Regions from separate parts of the Mus musculus genome. Here region 2 is linked to region 1. Evidence: chromatin contacts called from public HiChIP or PLAC-seq data. All regions are on one chromosome and are shown on one strand. Each heading gives the region's core, a stretch centred on a gene start, on an enhancer-like site or on the middle of the called end of the contact. The rest is flanking DNA. Distances are from core to core; before and after follow the strand shown.

Region 1 (7,253 bases), core at 1,513-4,012:
CGGGCAGGCTGTCAATCAACAGTGCCTTAAGCCTTGTTTGAGTTTGGCGGCTGTCAGAAAGCTCCGTATGGAAGCCCCTGCAATCCCTACCTCTTATATATTGCACAGAAAATTCTGTACTCAGATTGAAGGGGCGGTTGTAGTGGTGGTGGTGGTGCTGTTGCTGGTATCAAGCCCAGAGCTAAGTCCAGTGCTCTACCATACCACAGAGCTATATCTGCATCTCTTGCTCACTTTTAATTGAGATAATATGAATGGTGTGAAAGCGAAAGGATAATAAATATAAATGTTCAGTAAGTCAGTGTCTTATCATGATGACATTGTAAAAATACATTGCTTAAAGTGAAAAGCCACCTCTCTGAAGGAGCCTTCCGTGACTCCTGTGAACCTGGGCCTCAGAGCCTCAGCTTGTACACTTTGCAATAATACAACGTGTAGAAATTATGATTTTTGTATCCTTTTTAAAGATGTGCCCCTCCTGAGAGCTGGAGGACTTGGTGGTTAAGAGCACTTTGTTGCTCTTGCAGAAGACCTGGAGTTCAGTTCCTAGCATTCACATGATGGCTAACAATTATCTGTAACTTCAATTCCAGGGGATCTGATGCTCTTTTCTGGCTTCCGTGGACATTGCATACACGTGGTACATAGACAAACATAAAGGCAAAAACCAATATGTATTTTGAAAAGTAAATGCTTGTTTTCGCCCACTAACCCTTGGGCTTGGCTGGGGCTTCCTGCTTTGTCGACTGTATGCACAGCTGTGACCCTGTTGCTGAGTCTTAACAGATGTGCTAGAATGCTGCAACCAAGAGACCCCCAAATTGAACCTCTCAAATCACACAGCTTATTCTCACACCTGTGACCATGCAGACAGGTGGGTCAGCCTGCTGTGAGTGTCTGAAGGGATTGACAATCTCCAGTGCTCCTCCCTTCTCCTTAGCCACAGAAACCAAACTTAGTTCACACTCTCAGACTAAATCTGCTCTCTTGGGCCTCAGCTCCTAGCTGCGTGCTCTGACTCCTTCTCCCAGCCTGACGTTCACGTGTGCAGCTTCCTAAGCCTCAGAACAAGTCCCCCGAGATGAGACCAGCCTCTCTGGCAGTCTAATATGTTTGTGTCTCTCTGTGTGTTTTTGTCCTAAGTTTTGCACACTTATTCACACCCCTAATATTTGGGCAAGTGATTTCACCTTCCTTCCTTTCTTTCTTTCTTTCTTTCTTTCTTTCTTTCTTTCTTTCTTCCTTTCTGCCTCAGTTTCTCTTGTATAAAACTTGCCTTCCAGGGTGTTTAGAGTTCATTGTGAATGAGGCTCTGGGGACTGGCTTAGCTCTGTCTTAATGACAGGCACTCAGTAAGAGCTGATGTTATCTTTGGAGTCTCTCAGCTTCCCCAGAAGGTACACAGTCAACATCATCTCCTAGCGCTGAAAGCCCAGCAAACAGATTCAACCTTCCAAGACCAGGGTGCTGGCAGATAGCCCAGGCTGGGCTGAATATAGGCTCAAACTTCATTATACCAAAGGAATCAGGAAGACTCCCCTCCCGGTTTGTAATAAGCAAATGCTATTTCTTCTAACTGCCCAAGTCTATAGCAACTTTAAATCATAATGCCACTGTCTTATCTACGATGGTTCAAAGTCTGTAACTCCTAACACATAGGCTAGGCCACATGATATGGGAACGCTCCCAAACCACTAAGAACAAGAAATTGCCTTTTGTCCTCTGAACTGAAGGCAGTGTCTCCTCTGGGTCAGCCCCACTACCCATGGCTGGGGCAGTAACTCCTGACTGAGCTCACACTCCTAGGGGCAGTTTTTCTCAGCATCTTTCAGAATTTATGTCCTGTTTTCTGAAAATTACCTAGCAGTAGGCACATCAGAGGCATTCTTCCAAACTGTCAGACAACGATCAGACTTGGCTGGCAGATACATATTGTTGGTGTTCATGCCAGAGAGTTCGAGTTCAATCCTTAGAACCTACACAAAGGTGGAGGGAAAAACTTGTCTGACCAGAGCTGACTTTTGATCTTCACTGTGACATGCTACCTCATGCCCTAACAAAACAAAACAACAACAACAAAAAAAAAAAAAACGTTGCCCATTCCCTTCACATGACCCTGTGGCCCCTGGGCTCCCAGCTGCCATATTAGTTCCTGGCTGCTTCTCTGGTCAGCTGCTTCTGTTTGGTTGATGAAGACAGCTGGGTCAACAGGGGCCTATTGTCTCTTCTTCTGGCCTCCATTGTTGGGGCCCCAGCTGTCGGTCAGCTTCCAGGGTCAGGGTGTAGGGGGAATGGAGACAGGAGATACGTTCAGATATTCACGACTGGACCCTAAAAATAGGATCACCAGACCTGTTCTACAATAGGGAAACAGGTTCAAGGCATTTTATAAGTGGGGGACTGTTTATACCATGGTGAAATAGCCACAGATGGTACAGGAATGCAGGGATGCACCGCAGGAAAGAACATATAGCTGGGCTGGTATGCCCAGAACAGACCACCACATAGTGCAGAGAAGCCCGTGGTCACATCACCTAACCAAGTGTCTGATTATTTCTACCCTGGGAATGCGGGCGGAGCTGCGCATGACCACGCCCTCCAGGCGGCACTCCATTGGGTGCTTCTCCTTGGCCGGCGCCGGTCCGGTCGTCTGTGACGCAGCTGCAGGCCAGAGCTCCACCTCCAGCTCCCAGCGCCATGGAGGCGTGTGTTCTGCGTAGGCCCTGCCTCTTGCACCCCTCCCACCCCTCCCGGTGCGGAGTGGCGTCCAGAGCAGGCAGGGCCGGCTGCGGGATGTGAGTGTGCGGGGTCGCGCGTGGGGCCAAGCATGGGTTCTGGGGATTCCCATGGGCACGGCGGGACAGCTGGGGGCGGGCTGGGTGACCGTGCGGACGAACGGTGGTTCTCCCCTTTGCAGGGCACCGCGGTGGGCTGCAGGGCTGCGAGGAGGGCACAGCCTCCTGCAGTCGCGGTCTACTCACCTCCCCTCCCCCCGCCCCAGCGCATTTTGTTCCCAGCTTCACAGATGTGTGAGCTAACTCGTGAGACAGCCACATTCCAGCCCCTACACCATACACCCCGCCTTCCCCCGTGCAGGCCTTGGGCCTTGGCACCAGTACTCCTGAATACACCTGGCACTGGCATGTGACCTTGGGCACACCTGGTCCCCAGAGCCGCTGTTAGGACTGTGTTGGAAGCTGATTTAATCAAAGCCAGCCAGGGTTCAGGAAGGAGCTGTTTTCATTCCTGTTGGTTGTTAAGTGACCTGGTGTGAGTGGGGAGGGGAACACTGCTTTCCACAAGGAGGCTGTTGTCCATATGTGTGTCTCTTTTGCACGTTGAAGGCCTCACGCAACACAGCTGTACCAGCATGTACCAGAGAAACGCTGGCCCATCGTGTACTCACCACGTTACAACATCACCTTCATGGGCCTGGAGAAGCTGCACCCCTTTGATGCTGGGAAATGGGGCAAGGTGATCAACTTCCTGAAAGGTAAGAGCCGCCCCCCCCCCCAGACTAGCACGTGTCTCCTCCATTTCCCTATCCATACTACCTCCTCAGACCTGCATCGACCTTCTCCATTTTTTCCTTCTCCCTATCCTCATCACCCCCTCAGACCTACATCTGCCTCCTCCATCCCTGTGTTCATTCCATCCTTACCTGATTTCAGCCCCCAGACTGCCTACTGCCTTCTGCCTTGCTGTTAAAGGGTCTTTCCAGGCAGGCTACTAAGCAAGATGGGACCTGTCTTGTATTCCCTCCAGTTAGATCCCTATCTCCCTTCCTAAAAATCTAGAGCAAGCTCCCAGGTCTGCATCGTGCAAAAAATAGGATCAAATTAGACATTAATAACATAGCTGTTTCTGTTGGGTTTGTTTTCATTCCTCGGGGGACCTCCTATCTACGGCAGGTGGTACAGCTTCCCCCTCCGCTGTAGGGACCTGCCTGAACATCCAAAGGAAGTCATGGACTAGAAAGCACACAGGTGATGTGTGGTGTTGGTATAAGGCTGGGATGCTAGCCTTGCACGTCTGTTGACTGCACAAATGGTTTCCTGCTGGTGCCCTCTGCCCCCATCTGGGCTCCTGCCTCTTTCAGTGGCACAACAGAAGGGTTCTTCATCCCCCTCAGCTGGGAGTGAGCGCCAGCCCCTCTTACTCCTGCGCCTCTGAGGATGAGGAAGGACGGGAGGCAGGACCACAGGGCAGGCTCCTTGGGCACCGTGGCTGAGTCTGGAGGTGTCGGAGGCCATGGGAGGCTGTGGGAGGGAGCCCCTGCCTGGACCTGCGTATAGATGTGGATGGGACCCGTTGGTTTCTGAGCATGACTCATTGAAAATAGACCCTAGGTTGTGATTTCTCTAGAACCAGAGCATCATGGCCCAGTCTCACCATCCTGTGGGGGGATGTCTGCTCTCAGCCTCAATTTCTTTTGTAAAAATGAAATGAATCTTTGGCATCCCTATACAGAAACCAGACTCTGCAAGCCACTCAGACACCCCGATGCCCCCTATACCACCTACTCCTACACTTACTGCATATTTTTAAATGAGCTTTGGGAATTTTTAAAACTTAACTTTGTTTTAAAAAGGAAACCCATGTCATCAAAATGGGGAAAGGCACTTTCACTTGCCATAAATAGAAGGTCGCAGCAGGAAGACAAGGCTCTGAAAACAGCAGTTGTTCAGTTCTGGCTTCTGCTGCCTGTGAGCCACTGCTCTCCTTTGGTTCAGGCCGAGAAAGGCCACACCATCCTGAGCCACCTGTGGAGGGAGAGTTGCTCTGAAGAGCTTTTTCTACCTTGAGAACATTGCTGTTCTTTGTGCTGTTTGCTTCTGGAAGTCATCCAGTTGTACCTGAGTTCATCTGGTGGCTGTCAGCAGCACAGAAAATATGGAGACTGCTGTGTGTTTCAGGTTCAACCCCCTTGGACAGAGAGGGCCTAACCGCTGGCCACACTGGCCTAGGGAGACAGCCATTCTCAGCATACCCACAAGTTCACTGTGTGCTGAGGGGCTGCCAGAGGCTAGCCTGCAGCCCAAGGGCAGGCCTAGGGGCTGGGCCCTTGAGAACTGGAAAGGAAGCAGGGTCTTGTTCTGTGGTTCCAGAAGAGAAGCTGCTGTCCGATGGCATGCTGGTGGAGGCTCGGGAGGCCTCGGAGGAGGACCTGCTGGTGGTGCACACGAGGCGCTATCTCAACGAGCTGAAGGTACAGTACAGGGATCTGTGGGCCGTGGCTGGGAGCAGTGGTAGGAGGAGGAGCAGCTCAGCCCTAGGAGTACCTACGCCTGTCCCTAGCACAGGGGAGGTCCTTAAGATGAAGAGGGGCCGCTAAGAAGATATCTCTGTGGGTAGTGAGCTCCCCATTTTAAGGGTATGTGCAGACAGAACCCCTTAGAGGCTTTGGCATATTGGTGGCCTTCAGCCTATGCTCTGGACAGGGCTTAAAGGCTGCTGCTGGCATCCCTTCGGTGGGAGGGGACATTAGCCCTTGTCCTGTCCACTCGACCACTTTATTCTGTCCTGTGTTTGTAGTGGCCTGAGATGCTATTCCAAGGTCTCCCTGTAAATGAAAACTCTCGGGCAAAATGGGTTTGAAATGCCCCAGGGTCCGGAAGGGAACATAAAGGTGGTGGTGGGGGCAGATGGAGGCGTCTGGTGGGGGGGGGGGTGTGCTGCAGAAGATCTTCCCCTCCCATATGGGCTGTGTGGTTGGTTGCCGCACTGCTGGGCCCAGACTACAGGACCTGCTTTATCAAGAGAAGCCAGAATGCTGCTTATTAAATGATATTCTCAGATTTCTTTCTTTTTTTTTTTTTTTCCTAATTTTTTTTTTTTTTGCTTTGGGCTTTTCAGGGGGTGTTTTGTTTGTTTGTTTGTTTTTAGTTTTTATGGTTATTGGGATTGAACATGTTAGGCAAGCACCCTACCCCTGAGCCCCAGCCCTAGGCCCTACCCTGATTCTGAATGTACTAACTGTAAGCTTTAAAATCCCAACTGTAGGCCACGCTGGGCTACCACTGTCTGCCCGTGGCCTCTTTGCACAGGACACTGTAAACTCCTATTGGAAGTCAAGGTCTTTGGTAAATCTTTATGTGACAGGTTGACATGGGGAGGAGGGCATGGTTTCCAGTCTGTGCTGGCTGGAACTGCATTAGGGTGCCATTGATTATCTGCCTCAGAGAATGGGAGTTTCTGGGCCCCAAGTTTCCTGTCAGAGCCCAAGGCTTCAGGACTCCACAGATGGCAGAAGTCAACAGGCTGCTTCACTCTGTCTGGAAAGACCTTGGCTCAGAAGTTGCCTGTACCTGCTCAAAATCACTTGGGGATGGTGGTGTTAAGCATGGGGGGGGGGGGCCTTGCAGGCATCTATTCAGGACCAGGGCCACAGCTGCTGCCTCTTTCCCCTCCAGCCATGGTCTGAGCTCTGAGAATTCTAGATGGGCCATGGCAGTGAGCTTGGGAAAGATTGCCAGGAAGACGCTGAGACCTGGCTCCCAGGAGAGAGGTGTGAGGCACTGGCTGGAAGCCCAGTGCCTGGCTGCCCTGGTTTCCTGGGGCCCAGACATGCGTGATTAGTCCACAGCAAAAGCCTGGCCAGAAGTCAGAGGGGGAGGGGAAGGCAGGGGGAGGATGCTCTGAGTTTGGCAGGGAGAGACCAAAACAGAGTGGGGCTGGGATGAGGCAGAGGCTGGGAGGATATTTCCTAGGATTCCTCCCATTTACAAAACCTTACGGGAAACTTACAGGGCAGGTGTTCCCCAAATCTGGAAGCAGCGTATTCTGTGATTCCCAAACAGAAAATAAGAACATGGTGGGGGGGGGGGGGCTCAGCTATATCAGCAAAACACATAGCTGATCACCATGAGGACGCTTGGCTCAGAACTCCGTGGGAGCCAGATCAAAGGGAGAAGCGTAACTTTTACAATATACCAGGTCTTGTGTGGCCAGGCCACAAGGAGTCTGGCAAGCTGAGGAGGAAACATGAGTTTTATCCTGAGTACCACAACCAGGTTTGCTGGGGGTGGGGTGGGGTGGAGGGGGAGGGGGAGTGATGGGGGGGGTGCTGTTGCCGCTCAGGTGAGACCTATCTAATGCACAGCTTGGACACACCTCCCCCACCCCATGTCTGTACTGTCTGTCCCTTTCCTCTTCTGGGGACATGCCAAATGGTGTCTGGCAGGTCTCTTTAGGGTTCCCACGGTGGTGTTTCTTGGGTCTTTCTGTGGGTGTTGTGTACTGTCTTAGGGTTT
Region 2 (7,253 bases), core at 3,410-5,909, 76 kb after region 1:
GAGTGGCCATTGCTCTCCTTGGGGGCAGATCCCACTTTTACAATGGCAGCAACAGTATGTCTTCCTGGGGACACTGTGACCTTCCAACGTCCTTGCCAGCTCAGAGTTGTACACAGTGCATAGGTTAACCTGTTAATCACTTCACTGGAGGACTGTGGTCTGTAGAGGGTCAGGGAACAGTGAGGACATAAGGAGGAGGTGCGTTCAGTTACAGAGACCAGCAGAAGTCCTGGAGCACTGTGATTGGTATGGCAGAGGCCTGCTCTTCTTGATCACCTTGCTCACCCAGGGGCCTGTGTGAGAAGGGTGTGGAGAGAGTGTCTCCACTGCATGCCCTTGGAGAGAAAACTTTGCTGAGTGGGCTCCTTACCCATAAGGCCCTGTGCATGGTAAAGTCAAGGCATGCATTGTCCAAAAATTTTTTTAAAATGTTGTGTGTCCATGTGGTATATGAATGTGCACATTTGTAAGTGTGGATGTGTCTGGAGGTCAGAGGTCAGTGTTGGTGTCTTCCTCTTTCTCCACGTTACTTTTTGAGACACAATTTCCCACTGAACTTGGAGCTCACTGATTTCAGCTGGGATGGCTGGCCAGGGACCCCCTGTCTCCTCTTCCCCAGTGCTGGGATTGCAGGCGTGTGTGACTGCACCCAGATTCTCAGGTGGGACCTGGGAACCAAACTGAGGTCCTCGTGCTCGGGAAACAAGCAAGGCTGGCCCAGCCCCCAGCTCCCTGAGCATGTGTCTTACTGCCACTGGAACACGCTTGCTTTGTACATGTTGGGCTGCTGCAGTGACTATTTCTGGTCTTTTTCCTACCCTTTCCACTTAGCTGTCCACTTTGAAGGTTCACTGGGTCCTGCTTTCCATGCCGTGGGGTCCATCAAAGGATGTGGCTCTCAGGCTGCAGGCAGGACAAAAATGGAGCTGTGGCTACCTGGGTCTGGAGGACGAGGGGCAGCCAGGTGGAACCAACCATAGCTATGAAGGAGGAGGGAGAGTTGGGAAGCTGAAGTTGTGGCCCTGGGGAAAGGAGCCACGATATCCCAGAGGGAAGGAGGGGAAAAATGAGGAGTAGACACGCCCCAGCCTCTCTGCTCCTCCCTTTGACTGAACAGAAAGCTGGAGAACCAAGATGGGGTTGCAGCCAAGTCCAGTCTCTCTGGCACAGACCAGCACAGCTTGAGATAGACAGCCAGACAGTAACTCAACTCACACAGCGGTACCTTCATCCCACAGACCAGCTCAGTGCTCCCTGGGTGTGGAGTGTTTGCCAGCTGCATATAGTGGAGTGTGTGCCATGTAGTGTGGTAGCTTCAGGGCACACGGGATGGAGTTGTCCTCATATGATGCTGCTCTAGCATATGTCCTGTCTGCACTTCATCTCTGGAGGGTGGGACTCACAGGGAAACTCTGGGACACCCCAGCTAGGTGTGGCCGAGACCTTACTCTGAAACACTGCATCCATGCATGGTAAGAGCCAACTGAGAAGTCTTGTGAAGGCCTCCGGAGGCCTGTGGAGTTCACTGGACATTTGTGGAGGCTGCTTGGATCTCCCTTCCTTCCCCTTCCTCCTCTGACACCTTCTGGAGGGGTACAGGATTTAGTCAGTTGGGGTGAACTCTCAGAGCGCCAAAGATCCTTCAGATTCTGTACTTGGCATGGGCACAGGCTCCTTCCTCCACTGTTATCTTTATGGTATGTATGCTTCCTGACTTCCCAAATCCTGCCTAGTCCAATCCTTCACATCCCCCAGTATATGCATGGACCTCCATCTGTTGATCCTTCTAGGCTTCCAGAACTCTTGCTCCATTCCCTGCCTGACCAGATCCTGTCTGTCCACAAACTCCGTAGACTTGATCTTCACAGGAACAGCCTTCCACCCTACCCCTCACCTCCCATCCCCACCCCTCAGTCTTGTTCTCTCCTGTATTCCACACTTCCTGCTCTGTCCAGATCTTTGCTGCCCTCAGCACAGAGCAGCCACAGGTTGTCAGGCCCCTGGGCTGCCAGCACCCCATATGTCACTCAGCAAGAAAAACCTGGCCTTCTTTCGCCACTCTCCCATGCTCACCTGTTGCCAGGCCCCCCAAGGCTCCCTCTCCCATCCAACTTCCTCATCTGCCTCCCACTGCTCCTGTCTCTAGCCTGTGCACTTGCTGTCCAGAGCCTGAAGCACTTAGCCTCCAGCAAGTCATCCAGCCTCAGTCAGATGCCACCTCCCGAAACCTTCAGAAACCTTCCCTGGCTCACAGAGGTATCAGGCTTCACAACCAGACCTTTCCCAATTTCTCTATTTACTGTTTTAAAGAGCCATGAGTGCCTGGCACAGGTGGGAGCAAACCATCTACCCTCAGGGCCATCAGCCCTGGAAGGCTGCCAGGCTGCATGTCTGGCTTGCTGGTGGGGTGCCCGAGTGCCATCAGCAAGCCTCTCAGGGGAGGCAGAACACAGTCCCTAATAGGGGTCCCAGTCCGTGTTTCCCTGGGTGAGAAACAGCAGAGTGAGTTGGACACTGTGGTTCCCAGTCTCCTGTATGCCCAGACTCTGGGAGTTGGGAATGGGGGTAGGGGTGCTCTGTGGTCTGAGCTACTGCTCAAGGGTTCTGCTTACCAGGCAAGAAGGGGATGGCTGAGCCTGGGATGGGAGTGGAATCTGGTTTGGTTCTGAGTGGAAGAGAGAGAAGACCTTTTCCAGGAGATTTAGGTGTGACTCTTTACAATGAAGCCCCCTCCCCTGCTGAGATCTTTGATGAAGGAGATGGTCTTCATCAACAGTTTGCTCGTCCAAACTGTTTTAGTAGATGGCAGATGTAAATGCATACATCTTACTAAGGTTGAACCAGGAATTAAATACCTTTTGTGGGAAGGAATGCCCAGGAAGGGAAGCTCATTGGCTAAACACTCAGGTCTATCTAGCTACCTCATTGGCATGGAGAACTCCAGGTTTTTGTGCTCCGTAACCGATTGTCATGGTCTTCTCAGTAGGGCGTCATGGTTACGTGTTGCGGATCAGGTAGTTTGGCAGGGAGCTGGCTCCTTGCCTGCCATTCTCAATTCTGAGATTCCCCAGGGTTTGAGCCTGCTCAACCTTACCAGTTCTTCTGTCTGGTGGCACGGTCCACTTGCCCCACAGGAGGTCAGCCAGGTGGCCCATCTTACTAGCTGACGCTGACAAACCCCCAGTCCCTGGATGTGTCCATCACAGATCCCTGATGCCTGCAGCTGGTACCTCCAGCTGGTAGTGACCAGCTTGGCATTATTCCATTGCTGCCTTCAGGGCTCGGGCCATGCTGACAGACCATGCTTACCCTGCTGGTCTCAGAGGGAGCTGGGCAACTCAAGCACATCCATTCTTTGGAAAGCTCAGCGCTCTCTTTACTCCTCTTTCTTGCCTCAGACCTTTGAGAAGTTAGCATCTTCTTAATGTTTGACGTGAGAGCAGGGCGTGGCGGTGCAGGCCTGTTACTACCCCAGTACTTGGGAGGCTGAGGAAGGAACATTCTCTCGGGTTCAAGGACAGCTGTGAATACAATGTGAGATCTGTCTCTAAATAGAAAAGACATCATCCTTTATTATTATTATTTTTTAAAAAGGATAAATGTTGAGGTTTAGGGATGATACTTCGTTGTATTTTCTGAAAGATAAAAAACAGGGCTGGGCTTGCTCAGTTAGTAAGACTGGCACCAGCACGTGGGCTCAGTGCTATGTCCCTGTAACTGCAGCTCTGGAGAGCCAGACGGAAGGAGTCCTGGGGCTCAGTGGCCAGCTAGGCTAACCTAATTGTCAAGCTCTCAGTCAGTGAGGGACCCTGTCTCAAAAGAGGTAGACAGTGTGTCTGAGGATAAAATCTGAGGTTGTTCTTTGTAATCACCCACATGTGCAACAGGCATGCTCACACATGCACACGTGTGCACACATGGGTGTTTCCCCCCCCAAGATGTGTGCACACACACACACACACACACACACACACATCAGATAGGTACCATCAGAAAGCACTGGTGGTGTGAGAGCCCCCATTTGGGGATTGTGGTGTCCAGAGGGCTGCCCTGATGCTGAGTCACCCGCTGCCTGTGGGGACCTGTAACTTTTGCAGGAGGGAGGATTGGTGGAAAGATGGCATATGAGTGGTTGTGGAGGACTTTGAGGATAGCGTGAAGAGAGAGGCTCCTGCAAGCCAGATAGGCCGTATGTATGGAAGTGGCTCCTAGAGCACTCTGGTGTCCCAGTGAGTCAAGGAGGCACGATGGGGAGATGGATGGCTGGGCCTCAGGTTGGGCAGGTGGGAGGTGTTGCGTGGAGCAGCAGAGCAGTGAGAGCCAGTCTTGGCAATGGACAGGACAGAGACAGTGATTCGGCACGAGGAGGTGGCAGGAGCGTCCCAGGTTGACCTTGAAATCCCAGGGTCTCATGGGATAGATGATCTTGAGCTCTGAAGTCTAAGGGCTGGGAGTGCAGTAAACCCGAGGTTGGATGTTTGGGCCACTCTGCAAGGGGTCTGTTCCTACCCAGCATCCCTCACTTCACCCCCTGACTACAGTCAGTGTCTGGAGGAGGAAAACTGTTCTGGCGGCTGTGTGCGGATGTGGACTCACCCACCCACACACACATCAGACAGGTACCATCAGAAAGCACTGGTGGTGTGAGAGCCCCCATTTGTGTCTTCAGTATGTGTGCAGGATGACTCATGGGTGTGTCTGGGTGACTGGGCATGGAGAGGCCACAGTGATAGGCTGAGTGAGTGTGCACTCATGTGTACTCGCTTAGCTTTACCTGTGTGTGAGACTGTGGGCTAGATGGTTCAGAAGGTTCAAGTCACCCTGAGCACACAGATTCCATTCCAGAGGCCACATTGCTTCATCTCCTGAGTGCACACACTCCTGTTCCTATATCTTCCCCGTATGTGTCTGTGTGAGAGAGAGCAGGGCTGAGTGATGTATGAGTGTGGGTTAGGAAGGCATGCCTGGAGGTAGAGATGGTGTGTGCTATGTGTAGACATGTTGGGGCATACACCTCATCTCTCTCTATGTCCTTAGTGTGACAGGCTTCCTCTCTGTTCTCCTAGGGACTCCTGAGACATGCTGCTCCAGGAATCTGCAGGAGTGTGGCTGGCCTTGGCTCTGGTCACAGCTCTGACTCCGAGCCCAAGCATGGCCGTCCCGTGGCAGGATTGCACAGGTGCTGAGTGTCCCCTGCTGGAGAACTGCATCGAGGAGGCGTTGGAGCCAGGAGCCTGCTGTGCTACCTGTGTGCAGCAGGGCTGTGCCTGCGAAGGCTACCAGTACTACGACTGCGTACAAGGAGGGTTTGTGGATGGCCGTGTACCAGCCGGCCAGTCCTACTTTGTGGACTTTGGCAGCACCGAGTGCTCCTGCCCACCCGGTGGTGGCAAGATCAGCTGCCAGTTCATGCTGTGCCCTGAGCTACCACCCAACTGCATTGAAGCTGTAGTAGTAGCCGACAGCTGCCCGCAGTGTGGCCAGGTGGGCTGTGTCCACAGTGGCCGTAAGTATGCTGCTGGCCATACCGTCCACCTCTCATCCTGCCGGGCTTGCCACTGTCCTGACGCTGGTGGTGAGCTCATTTGCTACCAGCTTCCTGGTTGCCATGGGAACTTCTCGGATGCTGAGGAGGGTGACTCTGAGAGGCAGTATGAAGACCCCTACAGCTATGACCAGGAGGTGGCAGAGGCAGAAGCTACTACGGCCATTGTGAACGAGGTCCAGGCAGGTGCAGAGGGCCCCCCAGCTGCTCTGGGAGGAGGGAATCTGCCACCGTCCTCCATCAGAGTAACACCCTGGCCAGTTGCCCTTCCCAGACCCACAGCAGCTGCTGCCCTGGGTCCCCCAGCACCTGTGCAGGCCAAAGCCAGGAGAGTGACATTGGACACTGAAGAGGATGAGGAAGAAGAAGAGGAGGAGACACTAGTCACTGAGCCACCAACAGCAGGCAGTCCTGGAAGGCTGGACAGCCTGCCCACAAGATCCCCAGCCAGACCTGGTTTCCCTGTCCAGGAGAAGGAGGCTGAAGCTAAGGCAGGGCCTGAGGAAAACCTTATTCCTGATGCCCAGGTCACTCCTCGAAGTGTCATGCAGGAGGGTGCTGCACCTCTGCCAAGGTCAGGCCTGGCTGCTCTCAGTCCATCTCTGGCCACTGACAGCTCTTCAGAGGACCCAGTAAAGCCCAGCGATCACCCCACTCTATCTACACTGCCACCTGACCGAGCCCAGGTCTCCCCCTCCCCAGAGACACCTGAAGAAATACCCCAGCATCCACAGTTGCTACCTCGATTCCGGGCAGAAGAAGACATAGACCCCAACTCAGTACATTCTGTCCCCAGAGGTGATCTTGATGGTAAGATCCATTTCCTGTGTTCCTGAAGGGCCACCGAACCTGGAAGGAATAGTCGCTGACTATCCTAGCTAGCTCCTCGCAGCTACCATCTCTCAGGCCTGAGACAAAGTGGTCCGAGTTGATAGTTTCCCATGGCTGCTCTCTTGCCAGCCTCAAACAGCGTGGCATGGGCCAGGGGAGGTCTCAGCAGCTGCCCTCTCAGAGATCTGAGACAGGGACACAGAGAGGTCCTTGTTCTAGGAGGTACAGGGCCTCTGGTGGGCTCTGGCTAAAGGCACAGAAGGTTTTCTTCATCAGAATAGAGCCCAATCCTGCCTCCTGGAGTCCAAGGGTGTCTTAGTAGTAATCACAGGGCTCTGCAGATCGCCATGGCCAACTGCCTCTGAGTGCCTTCCTACAGAAGCCCAGCTGTGGGCTGGTGGCAGAGGGGGCATGTTCTGCTGTGGCTCTAGCTCTGCTGCTCCTACTAGCCTGAGTCTAGTTAACTCATCAGTCCTCTCTTCTCGATGCTACTACAGTGGCTCACACCTTATACAAAGTAGAAGCTAAGGTCCCTATGGTGACCACATGTCCTTCTCATCCACCCAGTGGCCCCTCCCCTCCCCTCCTGGCTCTTCATGCTCCCACAGTCAGCCCAGGCCACTGGGTTCTTGGGAGGGCAGCCTCTGTCCCAGGGCTTTTGCACTTGCTACAGCTTTTGCCTGAGATGCTCTTGGAGGTGTCTGGATGCCTTGTTGCTTTGTTCTGTGCCGGGTTACCTCTGTGACCCTCCTTCCTTCCTGCAGCTTTGATCTCTCTCAGTCACAGCTTACATTACAGACAGGATGACTTGGGTCCTTGTTTATTGCTTTTCTGGAATTTAGCATCACACAAGCCAGATTTTGTGCTGAGCCCAAGG

What was found. HiChIP or PLAC-seq counts read pairs in DNA pulled down with a chosen protein or histone mark.
Region 2: an HNF4G HiChIP or PLAC-seq map of pancreatic cancer cells shows a contact between it and region 1. The contact joins the enhancer-like site here to the promoter of Hdac11 in region 1. A contact is called at or near these places in 4 of 39 promoter capture datasets (embryonic stem cells, maxillary cranial neural crest and neural stem cells), 4 of 15 datasets of contacts at CTCF or cohesin (the NIH/3T3 cell line, embryonic stem cells, pro-B cells and 1 more), 14 of 484 Hi-C or Micro-C datasets (the AML12 cell line, the G1E-ER4 cell line, Sertoli cells and 3 more), 2 of 115 datasets of contacts at active chromatin or transcription factors (oligodendrocyte precursor cells and pancreatic cancer cells) and 3 of 9 other capture datasets (adipose tissue, embryonic stem cells and pancreatic islet).

The regions. Positions count from the first base shown.
Region 1 is chr6:91,154,053-91,161,305 of GRCm38.p6, forward strand. It overlaps Hdac11 (histone deacetylase 11), which reads left to right and starts at 2,763. Exons shown (of 10, transcript NM_144919.2): 1 at 2,763-2,795; 2 at 3,345-3,493; 3 at 5,109-5,209. The coding sequence starts at 2,794.
Region 2 is chr6:91,227,997-91,235,249 of GRCm38.p6, forward strand. It overlaps Fbln2 (fibulin 2), which reads left to right. Exons shown (of 18, transcript NM_007992.2): 2 at 5,067-6,355. The coding sequence starts at 5,080. Among named protein-coding and RNA genes, the nearest start is that of Fbln2, 19 kb to the left of the region's middle. Within about 2 kb of position 4,660, at least 7 of the 459 cell types and tissues checked have an H3K27ac peak or open chromatin away from gene starts, as enhancers often do. A contact at or near this core is called in pancreatic cancer cells, where this site is marked.